Regions from separate parts of the Zea mays genome. Here all the other regions are linked to region 2. A link is a contact called in public Hi-C data. All regions are on one chromosome and are shown on one strand. The core of a region is the stretch at or near the end of the contact, and the rest is flanking DNA. Distances in the headings are between cores, read along the strand shown. Region 1 holds the start of LOC100281788. Region 2 has its middle 19 kb from the start of LOC100383535. Region 3 holds the start of LOC100272871.

Evidence for each region. Hi-C and Micro-C count contacts between places; a contact is called where the count stands out from the background.
Region 1: a contact with region 2 is called in a Hi-C map of leaf, with 4 times the contacts expected there. The contact joins the promoter of LOC100281788 here to the enhancer-like site in region 2. A contact is called at or near these places in 5 of 25 Hi-C or Micro-C datasets (ear, leaf and tassel).
Region 3: a Hi-C map of leaf shows a contact between it and region 2, with 5 times the contacts expected there. The contact joins the promoter of LOC100272871 here to the enhancer-like site in region 2. A contact is called at or near these places in 2 of 25 Hi-C or Micro-C datasets (ear and leaf).

What each region holds. Positions count from the first base shown.
Region 1 is chr1:5,154,101-5,158,895 of Zm-B73-REFERENCE-NAM-5.0, forward strand. LOC100281788 reads left to right here and starts at 1,978. Exons shown (of 6, transcript NM_001368098.1): 1 at 1,978-2,190; 2 at 2,810-2,918; 3 at 3,058-3,833. The coding sequence starts at 3,075.
Region 2 is chr1:5,260,215-5,264,702 of Zm-B73-REFERENCE-NAM-5.0, forward strand. No RefSeq gene overlaps it. Among protein-coding and RNA genes, the nearest start is that of LOC100383535, 19 kb to the right of the region's middle. Within about 2 kb of position 1,392, at least 15 of the 20 cell types and tissues checked have an H3K27ac peak or open chromatin away from gene starts, as enhancers often do. A contact at or near this core is called in ear, leaf and tassel, where this site is marked.
Region 3 is chr1:5,363,928-5,368,485 of Zm-B73-REFERENCE-NAM-5.0, forward strand. LOC100272871 reads left to right here and starts at 1,409. Exons shown (of 1, transcript NM_001157626.2): 1 at 1,409-3,287. The coding sequence starts at 1,557. The coding sequence ends at 2,981.

The DNA.
Region 1 (4,795 bases), core at 728-3,227, 110 kb before region 2:
GGTCGGCAGGGCCAACGGTCGGCTGCGCGATCTGCGCGGGACACGTGGCCGAGCCAACGGCTAGAAGGGGGCACCGGTCTGTCCGGTGTGCACCGGACATGTCCAGTGCGCCAACGGCTCTCAGGCTGCCAACGGTCGACTGCGCCATTTATGGAAGGAAATCGGGCACCGGACAGTGTTCGGTGTGCACCGGACTTTCCGGTGCGCCAGTCGACAGAAGGCAAGATCAGCCTTCCTAGATTGCTCTCAACGGCTCCTAGCTGCCTTGGGGCTATAAAAGGGACCCCTAGGCGCATGGAGGAGGACACCAAGCATTCCTACAACATTCCTAAGCACCAAGACATCGATTCCGCGCCTTTGATTCTTTGCGATAGCAATTAGAGCTCTAGTTGAGTGGTGAACTCATTGAGTTGTGTTGTGAGCTCTCGTTGCAACTTGTGTGCGTGGTGTTCCTGTGGTTTCTTGTCTTGAGTGCGTTGCTAATCCCTCCCTTGATCCGTGCTTCTTTGTGAATTTCAAGTGTAAGGGCGAGAGGCTCCAAGTTGTGGAGATTCATCGCAAACGGGATTGAGAAAAGCTAGCAAAACACCGTGGTATTCAAGTGGGTCTTTGGACCGCTTGAGAGGGGTTGATTGCAACCCTCGTCCGTTGGGACGCCACAACGTGGAGTAGGCAAGCGTTGGTCTTGGCCGAACCACGGGATAACCACCGTGCCATCTCTGTGATTGATTTCTTGTGGTTATTGTGTTTTGTTGAGATTCCTCTCTAGCCACTTGGCATATACTATGCTAACGCTTAACCAAGTTTTGTGGCTTAAGTTTTCAAGTTTTACAGGATCACCTATTCACCCCCCCTCTAGGTGCTCTCACTCGGCCACGGCCACGGAAGACAGACTCGACCTCGACCTCGGAGGAGCCTCCACATCGCCCAACCTAGGGCGCGGACCGACCACGTCGACAGGAGGCGCCATCATTACCCTACCCCGAGCTGACTCAGGCTACGGGGAACAAGACCGGCGTCCCATCTGGCTCGCTCCGCCAGATAGGCAATGATGGCGTCCCGCACACTCTGTGACGACGGCGGCTCTCGGCCCCCTTACGGAAGCAAGAGGACATCAGCAAGGACTCGACGGCTCCGACAGCTGCCCTCTCGCCAGGCTCCAGCACTCCTCCGACGGCCACGACACCACACGAACCGGTTGCCAAAACCCCTCCGGCTGCCACGATGGCATGTACTTAGGGCGCTAGCTCTCCTCCGCTAGACACGTAGCACTCTGCTACACCCTCCATTGTACACCTGGATCCTCTCCTTACGCCTATAAAAGGAAGGACCAGGGCCCTTTTACAGAGGGTTGGCCCGCGCGGAGAAGGACGGGACGGCGCTCGCGCAAGGCCGCTCGCTCCCACTCCCGCGTGGACGCTTGTATCCCCCTACTGCAAGCGCACCCGACTCAGGCGCGGGGCTAACACGAAGGCCGCGGGATCCACACTCTCTCACGCCCGCCTCCCTCCGGCCGCTTCCTTTCCCCCCTTCGCGTTCCGCCTTGCGTCGATCCATCTGGGCTGGGGCACGCGGCGACAATTCACTCGTCGGTCCAGGGACCCCCGGGTTTCGAAACACCGACAATTACATTGCCGTTATTTCCAAGAGACTTCCCAAACTATCCTTTGGCACTTGGTAAAGAGCTCACCGAAAAAAAACACTTAGCAAATTATTTGACACTCACGAAGAGCCAAATTTCGGTAGTGATTTGGAAACAAAGGAAACATACGGACATAATAATTTGGCGAAAGCGAAAAGGAGAGTGGTAGTATCGATCAGATTATAATTATTAATCAGGCCAGCTGGGGGGACGCAATTAATTACCCTCCCAGATGCATACGGATACTGGTGCTAGCCTACCACCACTCGTGAGTTGAGTTCAGCACGCAGATGTTTGGACGGGATATATATAGGCGCGATGCAGCAGAGTAGACTGGGCATGGGCCACTACTGCTAGTGCTAGTGCTAGTAGCAGCGGCACAGCGCGGAGAGGCAGAGAAGTAGCCAAAGCCAAGTAGGAGGAGGAGGAGGAGGCAGGGCGCGGGGCGAGAGCTTGACGCGGCAACCACCGCTGCACTGCACTGCACCCCTCGCTCCTCCGAGCTCAGCAGCAGCAGCAGCAGCAGCTCGCTCGCGGCATGTCGCCATGTATGCTTTTGCTGGCGCCCGTCGCCCCCACCCTTTTCCCGTTCCCCTTCCCCGCTCGCGGATGAGATCTTTGGGTTTGGTTGGTTTCTTTAAGACCCGAGCGTCCAAATCACCCCTGTGCTACTGCTGTGCCTGCCTTTTCTTTTGATCCCAATTTCCTCCTTTTCCACCCCTGCCCTCCCCCAACACAAAGCGAGATTCTTGCTTGCTTGGCAGAGGTAAAGAGGGGGGGCCTATGGCTACCTAGCTATCTATCTGCTAGCGGCTCGTGCTACTATTCTTGCTCTCCCCCGATGATTGCTACTTGCAACGCATCTTATTTGACTTAATTAGCTTGCTTGCTTGCTTATGTTTTCTCCTTTTTCTCTCTCTTTTCTCATCAGGACTGTATATGTTTTCTCTGGTATATGTGTGTGTATACATCTCTCTCTCTCTCTCTCTCTTTTGCTGTGTGTCTGTGTTCCTCGTTGATCGATGATCATGCGTGTCGTCTGGGCTGGTCGACGATGAGCTATAGCTGGGTAGTATCAGTAGCTAGTAGCTATCCCCATGCATGGATCATATCACTGCTGGCCGGCCGGCCGGTGGTCGCTGAGCACTAACTACGTGCCTCTTGTAGCCATGTCAGGAAAGATTTATCTGGTCGGCCGATCGAGCTCCTCTCCTCCGAAGCACTGAAGCTCCAGCGGCTGCCCTGCCTGACAGCCACTCCGCACGACAAAATTAAAGTGACTTTCTCCTTCTCCCCTTGTTCGATCCTATTCCTTCCACTTCCACTCTCTCTCTTTCCTTCCCCGCCCTCTCCGCCGCGCTTCTGCTGATCCGTGTGCTGTGTGTGTGTGTGCGCGCGCGCGCTTCAACCTCAAGAAGCGCGGGCGATCAAGATGGCGCACGACCCCAGCCTGGGCTTCGCGGACTACTTCTCGGCGGCGGCGGCGGCGGGCGCCACGGCGATGGACGACGACGTCGGGGCGCCGGAGCTCTATGGCCTGCATGCCGACGACATGGAGTTCCTCGGCATGCGTGGCCTGGCCGCCATGCCCCCCGCCGCGGCACACCACCAGCACCACCACCATCACGGCCACAGCAAGGCCGGTGCGCTCCTCGACGACGACGACGCGGGGGTGGGGCCAGACGTCAGCGGCTCCGCGGACGACGCCACCATGCGCTTCCTGAGCGAGCAGCAGCAGCAGCAGCACCAGGCGCCGCTGTCGCTGTCGCTGTGCCGGCCGGACGTGGCGACGACGTTGCACGAGCAGCAGCACCTCGCCGGCGGTGGCTCCTCGTCCCGGTACCATCAGGAGCAGCAGCCGGCGGCGTGGGTGCAGCAGCAGCACGACTACTCGCCGTCGCCGCAGCAGCACGCGTGGCACCTGCGCAGCTCCAGGTTCCTCGTCCCGGCGCAGCAGGTCCTGCAGGAGTTCTGCAGCCTCCCCGTGGACAGCAGCAGCGCTGCCGCCTCCAGCAAGCGCGCCAAGGCCGCAAATAAGCCGGCCTCGCAGCAGCAGCAGCAGCAAGAAGACGGCGGCGGCGCCGAGGGGTCGTCGTCGTCGGCCTCCTGGGCGCCGTCGCCGCAGATCCAGGCCATGGACGCGCTGGAGCTGCAGCGGCTCAAGGACAAGCTCTACATCATGCTGGAAGAGGTGAGCAGCGCTATAGCTCGCAACCGACCGATCGCCGAGCGAGCTGGGCAGCTCGGGTCTAGCTAGATAGCTAATCCATGATTAATTAGGCTCTACTAGTCCAAGACGAATCTGAGGGGGGAGAATAAGGGGACAAAAAAAAAAAGCTAGCAGGAAAGTACTACTAGCAGCAGGAGTTCAATTATGGTTGCCGGAAGGGTGCACCTGCGACTAGGGCAGGGAAGGGACGCCATTCTGGGGCCTCGCCCTTCGCTTTTGGAAACCTCTATTCTCCCTCGCCCACCTTGGGGTATCTTCCATCCATCCATCGACCCTGGGGCTGGGGCTGGGGCTCGGGGTCCCCTCCCCTCCTCCCTCACCCCCGGCCGGTCATACATGCAGCTGTGCTGCGGCAGACTCGCCCGCACAGTCTCTGCACAGCGCTATGACTCTGGGAGTGCAAGGACCTGCTGCTGGCCTTTTCTTTCGCTTCTGCATGCTGCTAGGTGCTAGCTACTACTCCACTGTCCACTGCCTTCTTCTTTGCACGCCCATCCCCTTGCCATTCAATGTCTCGGGCTCGATCGATCGCACAGTAGTCACGCTCACGCAGGCAGAGGCAGTTTTTACTGGTACTGTGCTCAGCTGCGAGGCAGCCGCAGGAGCTCGGCTCAGCTAGCTCTCTCGCACGTGAAATGTTATTGGAGAGTTCTTCTAGTTCTAGGTGGGTTGCATGGGGTCACCACCACCGGAAGGGCGGCAGAGGCAGCAGCTGTGTGGGCAGTGGCAGAGTTACTGCACCGGCAGTTGTTACCGTTTCACTGTTACATTGGCCCTGCAGCTGGCCGGCCATGCATCACTTGTGTCTGTGTCCTTGCCAGTTGCCACTGCCTGTGCCTGCACCTGTGTCTGTGTGTGGTGGTAGTACGAATCTAGCTACTGGAACAACTGGAAATGCATGCATGCATGCATATGCATGGACG
Region 2 (4,488 bases), core at 142-2,641:
CTGAGTGTTTTTTATACTAAAAAAAGAAGCTCTTTGTCTAGTACCGAAAAAACACTCGACAAAAAAACTTTCTTTTTCTAGTGCCAAAAAACACTAGGCAAAGAGCTTCTTTGCCGAAAACACTCCACAAAGAAGTTCCTTACCGAGTGTTTTTGTATGCCGAGTGTTTTTGTATGCCGAGTGTTTTTTGTTTGGCACTAAGTAAAGTTATTTTTTGCCGAGTGCCGAAAAAATCTCTATAAATCAATTAATACTTGGTAAAGAGCCAAATTCAGTTACCGGTAGCGGTGGTGGTGGACCAGCGGGTGTGGCGCAGCAGTCGGTGTGCTAGGACCTAGCGGGCTTGACGCAGCAGTCGTTGTGCTACGACGCCGGGCACGAGTGGACGATGTCCGTGTCGTGGGGGTTCACGGTGGTGGTGGTGCTCAGTGGGGTGTTGTGGCCGCAGGAGATGCAGACGTCAATGAGGACGTTCCTTATTCCTTAAGAGCTCAACTGGTACCGCCACGCCAACTACACGGCGTACGCGTTCAACACGTGATCCGTGGCCCGGCACTCGTGCCAGAGGCCGCAAGTGCACTACATGCGACAGCAGTGGTAGAGCACCCATTATGGCGAACTATGGCTTGAGCCATACCTAAAAAACATATTTGATGTAGTGGTAAGTGCATACTGCTTGCAATCAACGGGTTCCAAGTTTGAGTCTTGCGTGTTGCATCATGTTTTTCTCCTTTTTTGGCGGACTATGGCTTGAGCCATACTAAAAAAATATGTTTGGTGTAGTGATAAGTACATACTGCTTGCAATCAATAGGTTCCAAATTTGAGTCTTGCGTGTTGCATCATGTTTTTTTTCTTTTTTTTTTCTTCTTCAGCCGTATCTAATTATTGTTTTATCTTCCGCCACTGTGCGGCAGGCGTGGCTAGACCGCCGGCGGCGCAGCCGCAACGCCACCACCATGGTGACCGAGTACAGCGACATCGGGTGTCGCTCGCGCCGTGCCGGTGGCGCATCCCAGACCCCCAACGTGCTAAGATCTCATGGAGTACTACATTGAAGAGTATACATTTTACGGGGTAAAGTTTGAATATAGTGATTGTAATGAGTAAGCTGCTACAGATAGCCAGCAACGTGCTGCCACTGTTCTCACGGAGGTGTCGATGTAAACTCCATTGAGGCGTGTAAGATGAAACGGGAGCGAGTGCTTTGGTGAGGATGCACGAACCTGCAAACTGTGCAATGATAGATTCAGGCACTTTGCAATTCCAAGGTCGTCAAACATGATTCATTGATTCTGCTGAGATCTCCCAGGCTAATCACGATGCAGGTTCCAACAGGCCCGGCACGGATTTATTTAGGGCCCAGGTAGGTTTTGACCTATGCTAAGAAGTTGGATTGGACTGGGCCTACCTCGACCGCAAGTTACGTATGCGCTATGGGACGTCGACGGCCTGCTAATAAGCGTGTGTGTTTTGATCAGAAGAAAAAAAATAATAATACAAAGTCTATTTTTACATTAATTTCTCTTATAATATCATGTCATTTTTAAAGACGCCAGAATCATCGATGGAACTGCTAGCGCAGGAGGCATGCTACTTCTCTATCTTATCCCTATTCTTTCTCCTTCCGATACTTTATTCACATATAAAAACTGTTCCAAGTGCCACGTCATTTTTTTCACAAAGAACCTCTCACATCTATTTAAAATTAACCTATCTCCCCTCTGCGCAACAACATCCACGTCCCAAACCACACCTCCACGTATAGATGGCCAAACGGCGGCCCGGCATGGGCTGACCGTGCCGAGCCAGCCCGTTAACCCATCGGGCCATTTGGTTAAATAAGCGTAAAATGTAGGCGGGTTTGAACCCACGCTCTGATGTAACGTCCTAAACAACACCTCCACATATAGATGGCCAAACGGCGGCCCGGCATGGGCTGACCATGCCGAGCCAGCCCGTTAGCCCATCAGACCATTTGATTAAATGAGCGTAAAATGTTAAAAAACGGTGGCCCATTAGCCAGCCAGGCCATTTGGTTAAATCAGCGTAAAATGTTAAAAAACAGTGCAAAAGGTGAGTTTGAACCCACACCCTGATGTAAGAAGGTGGGAGACATGGATGAAGCTGTCTAACCAATAAAACATTATGCTCAGATGTTTATAATATTGAATATAAATTGTACATATGTATATATAATTTTTTGTAAAATAAAAAAATCGTGTCGGATCGGGCCAGCATTATAGGCCGAGGCTACTGTCCAACCACCGCACGACGCTCGTGTCGGGCTGGCCCATGCACTTTTAAATGGGTTGTGCCTCATGCCGGCTCGTCAGATACGACCCACTTGGCCATCTATACCTCCGCATGATAATGATGGTTCTCGCTTCAGTTACCACCACCTCGTTCACATCATGCTTTCTTTCTCTCTCCCCTCGTGCCTCTGCCTCGGCGCCACCCCATTCTCAGCAGATGGCGAGGGGGCAGACGCCTCCTCCCCGTATTCGTCCGACACTAGCCCCGACACCGACTCGCATAGTGGCTATTGCACGTTCACGAGGACGTTTCACATCTTGCGCGCATCATCGTTTTCGCAGTCGTCGGACGTCCCATTCGTCTTTCCGGCCTTCGTCCTGTTCTTTCTTCCTAACCTACTGCCCCTGCCCACGGTCGCAGCCGCGAGCCGACCGACGCTCATCGACGCAGGTACGGGGCGAGTCGATCATGCTCCTAGCCTTTCTTCGTGCGTGCCGCCGAGGAGGACATGGTGACGCCTGCCACGCTTAGGTTATCTTGGCAATAAAGAGTCCAAGTCTGAGATATTGGACAACCAAGGCCCGTAGCGTGGCAGCAGTCAACATATGCTACGGAGTTGGTGGTGGTGTTGTGTCCCTTCGGCGGGTCCGAGGCTAGGAACACTCGCATTCTCTCGCCCTTCTCAGACTGACACCTGGTGCGGGTGCCACTCGGTTTGGAGCTGCTCCGGCTGAACTTCTTTCTCCGCTTGCATGCTTTATCCCTATATGTATTTAGCGGTATACTACATATGTCGTCTCCAAGTGTACAGGTCTTCGTCGTGTCCTTCTCCGGCAACGAACAAGTATGTTTGCCTCTTTCCTTCCCTTTCTGCTCTACGAAACCTTGGAAGTGGGAGAGGGGAGGGATGGGATCCATGTTTTGCTGCCTATGGTACCCATGCGTTCATAAAAAATATTATGCGAAGAGCGAAGACAATTAATAAGAAAAATGAGATTTTTTTTGGTGGATAGTTTTACATGGGTATTGTTGCGAGCCGTCGCAACGCACGGGCAACCGACTTGTTGAGATATAAACACGAGTTCACATTTAACCTCCATAATAGGTTGCCCTTGCCCTCTTTGCAATGCAGATTTTCCCATACTTTCTATGTTTTATATATAAAAATAAATTGAATTCAATAAAAATTCTATATGATTTCTTAAAAAATCATACATTCCAAAAGGGACGGTTATTGTAGGGTAGGAATTCCATGCATCTTATTTGCTCACATAATAACTAAGGGTATCCTTGAGTTGCATGACATCAAAATTGGGGGTAGCCTCATTATACTAAATTATACCCATTCGGTCACTAATATAGTAAAAAATGACGCTTTGACTAAAATCTAATAACACCTTTGAAACTTTAACCATATTGCTATGTCTCATAATAATTAATTAGGAACAACAAAAATAGAGATATAATCTTTTTGAGTAACACTTTCATAATCATATTCATCTACCGGATTTATAATTATGTTAAACAATAAATATGTACATTTTATATTATTTAGGTGCCCTGAAATTTGTATTATTGTTTAGTCTTTTTCTAATTTTGTTATCTAAATATGAATTATAATTTATGACCAATTGCTTAACGGTTCTTATTTGTTGTTTTCATCACATGAAATATGTAACACCCTGAATTTGGGGTATAAAATTTTCTTTCTTGTGATCATCCAAATTCAGGTGTTATTCTTCTCCATCTCACTCTAGCTTCACTCTCTCTCTAGTTTTCTCCCTCTCTTTTTCTTTTAATTAGAGTTAGTGGTATTAGTGAAGGGTTATTTATTTATTTTGCCCAAAACCTATGAGTCATGGAATGTTGCATAATATTGAGCCTAAACATTCTTTGAGTTGTTGCATATATTTGATTTAGTTTGAATTTGAAACTTGGTTTGAATTTGAATTGAAAACCCTAGAGAAAATAAATAGAAAAGGCAATAGAAATTCTAGGAAAAAGGAAAAACCAATTTCAGCCCAAGTCGGCCCAGTTAGCCCAGCCCGCGCGCGCCTGCGCGCGCGCGACCCCTGTGCATGACAGGCGGGCCTCACTTGTCGGCGCCAACCAGCGCGCTCTCTCCCCCTCTCTCTCGCTGCCCCATGGGCCAGGCTTGTCGGCGTCGTCCTCTCGCACGCGCGCCCACTTCTCTCTCTGCCTCGCCGTCTCCACCTGTCAGCCCGTCCCTAAC
Region 3 (4,558 bases), core at 159-2,658, 100 kb after region 2:
TCATTGCGACGAGCGAGATTCGACTTGTTGGGTGGGTCGGTGTTGTGGCAACGGGGCAAGGGCGGATGTGCCAGGGAGGGGTGGGGTCGAGTGGTGACATGTCGATGAGGGGGTGGCGACGAAAATGGAGCATAGGAGCAAACTGGTTTGGGTGGTGTCGGGAGGAATATGGCCAGATGGATAGATGTGAGGACTGGACTGAGTAGGAGGATGAGAGCTGAGAGGACTAAACCGATCCGACGAGGAGGTTCATGACAGGGTTGGTTTAGACCTTGTTCCAAACTTCGATAGCTATTTATTAGCCACATAATAAGCTGTTAATTGGTTTTAGCTAAGGCAGCTAACAACTATTGGTTATTTGATGAGTATAGTAGCTAACAATTAGGTGGTCAATCAATTTATCTGTTCTAAACCTCTCAGCTAATTTTAGTCGCTAGTTGTTAGTTTTAAAGGTTTAGAACAATGCCTTAGCCTATCCAAAACTTCAATTTGTCTACACTTAACCATAAATAATCATTAGGTACAAGAAGTTGTACAAAATTGAGGATTGCCATGGCCCGCTTTGCCCCTCTTTGACTCTGCCCCTGCGGAGTATGACTCAACAGATAATGCGCCATCACACCACGCTGAGATTGTCCGCGGTGAGCAACCTCAAATGGTACTGGATCCCCTTTGCAGTAATTGAAGGGGTGCAATGCTCAACCCTAAAAGGGTACTGGATGATAGGGAGAGTCTTCTCTCACCTCAAATACATATTACATCCTGTCCTACTCCATCTCTTGTTTTTCCTCTACATGACCAACAGTGGTGGATGTAGTTGATATATGGTAGAGATATAGGATAAATATAGATCCAGAGGATTGTGATATAGGGTTAAAAATTTGTTGACTACTCCCTCCATCCACAAGATTTAGTCGTTTTAGGTTTGTTCTAAGTCAAACTATTTTAATTTTAACTATCAATATATATAGATTAAATTATTTTAAACTAAAAGAATTATATATTATGGTAGTTCAAGTCATGATGAATCTAGTAACTTTACTTTTATATTATAAAATCTTATGAAATATTCGTTATAACGGGTTAAAGTTAATAGTGGTTAACTTAAAACAAACCCAAAACGACTAAATCACGTGGACGAAAAAATAAGACATAATATTTTTTAGGTTTTTAAGAAAAAAAATTATTTTTTTTAGAAAAATAAAATTTACTTAAAAATAGAGTTATCAAATTAGTTTTTTAAGTCAGAGAAACAAGGTAGGAGCAGGACGATGCGAATAGCCTTACCGACGCGTCCTAGTCCAACACTGACCAGGCCAAATGAAGCCACCGCACCGCCACAGCCACGACGCGTAGGCCCCGCCACACCACCCGAGCGACTTGTCTTCCCCAGCTCAACGCGCTGAATTGATTCCTCCACTCCGGCCTTGCCCGACGATCTCCAGCTGTCCTTCAATCAAATTATCAACCCAACGCCATTTCGGCGCTCCCGCTTCCCACAGGAGTCACAGCTCAACAAATCCCTACCCAAATCCACCTCCCCGCCCCCCACCGCCATGGCTCCCCCACCAACCTCGCGCTGCCTCGCCCTCGCTCTCATCCTCATCGGCGCCCTCTGCGCCGCCGCCGCCGCCGCGCGGTTCGCCCCGGCGGACAACCACCTCCTTGCGTGCGGCGCGGCGGCGCCCGCCGTCCTCCCCGACGGCCGCCGCTTCGTGCCGGACTCTGGCTGCGCATCCACCCGCCTCCGGTCATCCTCCCCGTCCCTCTCCTCCGCGGCGCCGCCCGGCTCCCCGCCGCCGCCGTCCTCGCTCCTCGCCTCCGCTCGGGTCTTCTCCTGCCGCGCGTCCTACGACCTCGATGTCCGCCGCCGCGGGCACCACATCCTCCGCCTCCATTTCTACCCCTTCGTCCCCGCCCTCGCCGCGGCCCGCTTCCACGTCGGCGCCGGGGGGCTCCTCCTCCTCCACAACTTCACGGCCTCGTCCCCCGTCGTCAAGGAGTTCATCCTCCCCGTGGACTCCGACGTCCTCGTGCTCACCTTCGTCCCCGACTCCGGCTCCACTGCCTTCGTCAACGCCATCGAGCTCGTCTCTGCGCCCGAAGAGCTCGTTGGCGACATCGGCACCCTAGTCACGTCCGGCGGCGCCGCTCAGATACACGAGCTGTCGTCTCAGGTGTTTGAGACTCTCTACAGGATCAACGTCGCGGGGCGCAAGGTCACGCCATTCAACGACACACTGTGGCGGACATGGGTTAACGATGAGAAATTCCTCATCGACACCGACTCCTCCAACTACATGGTGTGGTCGTCCAGTGGCCGGATTGCTTATCCCAAGGGTAGCAAGCAGATGACAAGAGAAGTGGCTCCTGACAATGTCTACAACTCTGCAAGATCCGTGAGGCCAGGGGTGAATGTGACTTGGGGTTTCCCTGTGCCTGCTAGCAGCCGGTACCTTGTGCGTATGCACTTCTGTGACATTGCTAGCAAGGCTCTGTATGAGCTCTACTTCAATATCTACGTCAATGGTGATCTTGCAGTCAAGGATTTCGATCTCTCCAGTGCAACTGGATTCTTGGCCTATCCTTATTACATTGACTTTATCGTCGATGTGAAGGATGAGGGGATACTGAAATTGGCGATTGGTGGCTTAAAGAAGAGTCGATCTGATGAAGTAAGTGGTATCCTTAATGCACTGGAGATAATGAGGATGAACAAGACCAGTGGAGGTATGGATGGAGACTTCCCAATTGATCTACACATGGAATATGTGGTGAGTAAGGGGATTGGAGAATTTGCCCGCTCCCTGCTCTGTGGTTTCATCTTTGTTGGGTTGTTTGTGGCTTTGGTCACGCTGATGGTGAGGTTGAGGACCGAGTTGAGGAATAACGGCACAGCTTGGTCCTGGAGACAGATGAACTCCGATGAAGGGAAACTGGCCAGAACATATCAGCTTGTGCCCAGTAAGACGGACTATTGAATATTGCAGGCTGGGCATCTTTGAGGAGTGACAACCTGCGGCTGTTGTGTGCATCTAATCACATCATACTTTTTATTAAGTTGTAAGTACTGTAGTTTTATCACCTCTCTAAAAGTATTGTAGTTTTGTATCATCACTCCTTTCATGCTTGGACTTTGCATTCTCCATGCTTTGTCAATGGTCAATGGAGGACATGCTCATGATGCTGTAAAAGTACTCTACCCTAGATGTGGCTGTATTGCTATTGCCTCATTTATTCAGTTTGACTTCTGAAACATGGATTCACAGCTGAATTGCATTTGAATATAATTAGTTGTAGTGGAGACATTTGATTATAAAAAAATAAGTCAAATAGCTGCAGAAGCCATCATGCCATTGTATTTGTAACATGATTTGGCTGTTGCTGACTTACTGTTTTCTTCTCCACATGGATCATGTATCACTTTGCTCTTGAGCCCCTTAAGGACATTCTCTTTTAGTGTTTTAGTAAGTTTGGTATCCCTTATGAAATATCACGAGTGACACAAACAAGCATAGAATTCTGGATGCATTTGCACAATCTTCTCATGCAAAATTCATCTGATGAACTCTATATGTGGCTGCTTGGAGGGATCCTACTGGCTTTACTATATGTACTATTGTACTGTGGGATCCTGAGGCTTGGGACCCTCCTCAAATAAGGCCTACTACTTGGTTGATACTTGATAGGAGCTTTGTTTACCAGGTTACTCTCTTGATCTGCAACCTGAGCATGCACTTTCTGTCTGAAGATAATTAATGCAATATGAGTATGACACGACTAGATGGAAAATACTTGATATGATTATATGGTGTACTCGGTGCTGATAAGGTGTACACAGGCAGCCTTACCCTTGCTTTTTTTTTTTGCATGGAGGCTGAACAGACCAAATTTTTTTATGAAAAAGCACATTATTCCAAGGCAGCTAACTGGCGACTCATCCCTGGCTCCCACTAAACACCATAGTGCCCTTCCTCCAAAATCTGTCAGAGCACAAGTTGCGTGCTAAGGTGCAGTCCCATTAAACACACATATAGTTGCTCTGATACTATACTTGGTCACAGACAAGAACCTGCGGGCCCTCTTTTTGAATTTTAATTTCTACAAAAGCTTTCCTCTTATTTCCCATTTCTGCTTTCCCTATCTAATTTGATATCCTTACATCTACCACATTAATGTTACAACCTCAAATGATACTATTTTCATGAGAATATTACCATCCTGGCAGGCTGTTTCCAGCATGTTTTATAATGTTCATTTTTTCAATGGGTCATTTGTTGTATCATGATTTCATTTCTTTCAAATGTTGCCATAGCACGGTAGCAGCAACAACAATAAAGACTTTTAGTCCTAAACAAGTTGGGTAGGCTAGAGTTAAAACCCAATAGAAGCCACAAATCAAGTTTCAGACACATGAATATCTGCTTTCTTTTTTCTCCTATTCAAGGCTAAACTTTAGGGATATCGCATTCTTTAAAATCTTCTTTTACTGTCTTTTCTCATGTCAACTTTGGTCTTCTCCTGCATCTTTTCCATTTCAATCGCCTCTTAGGATCCC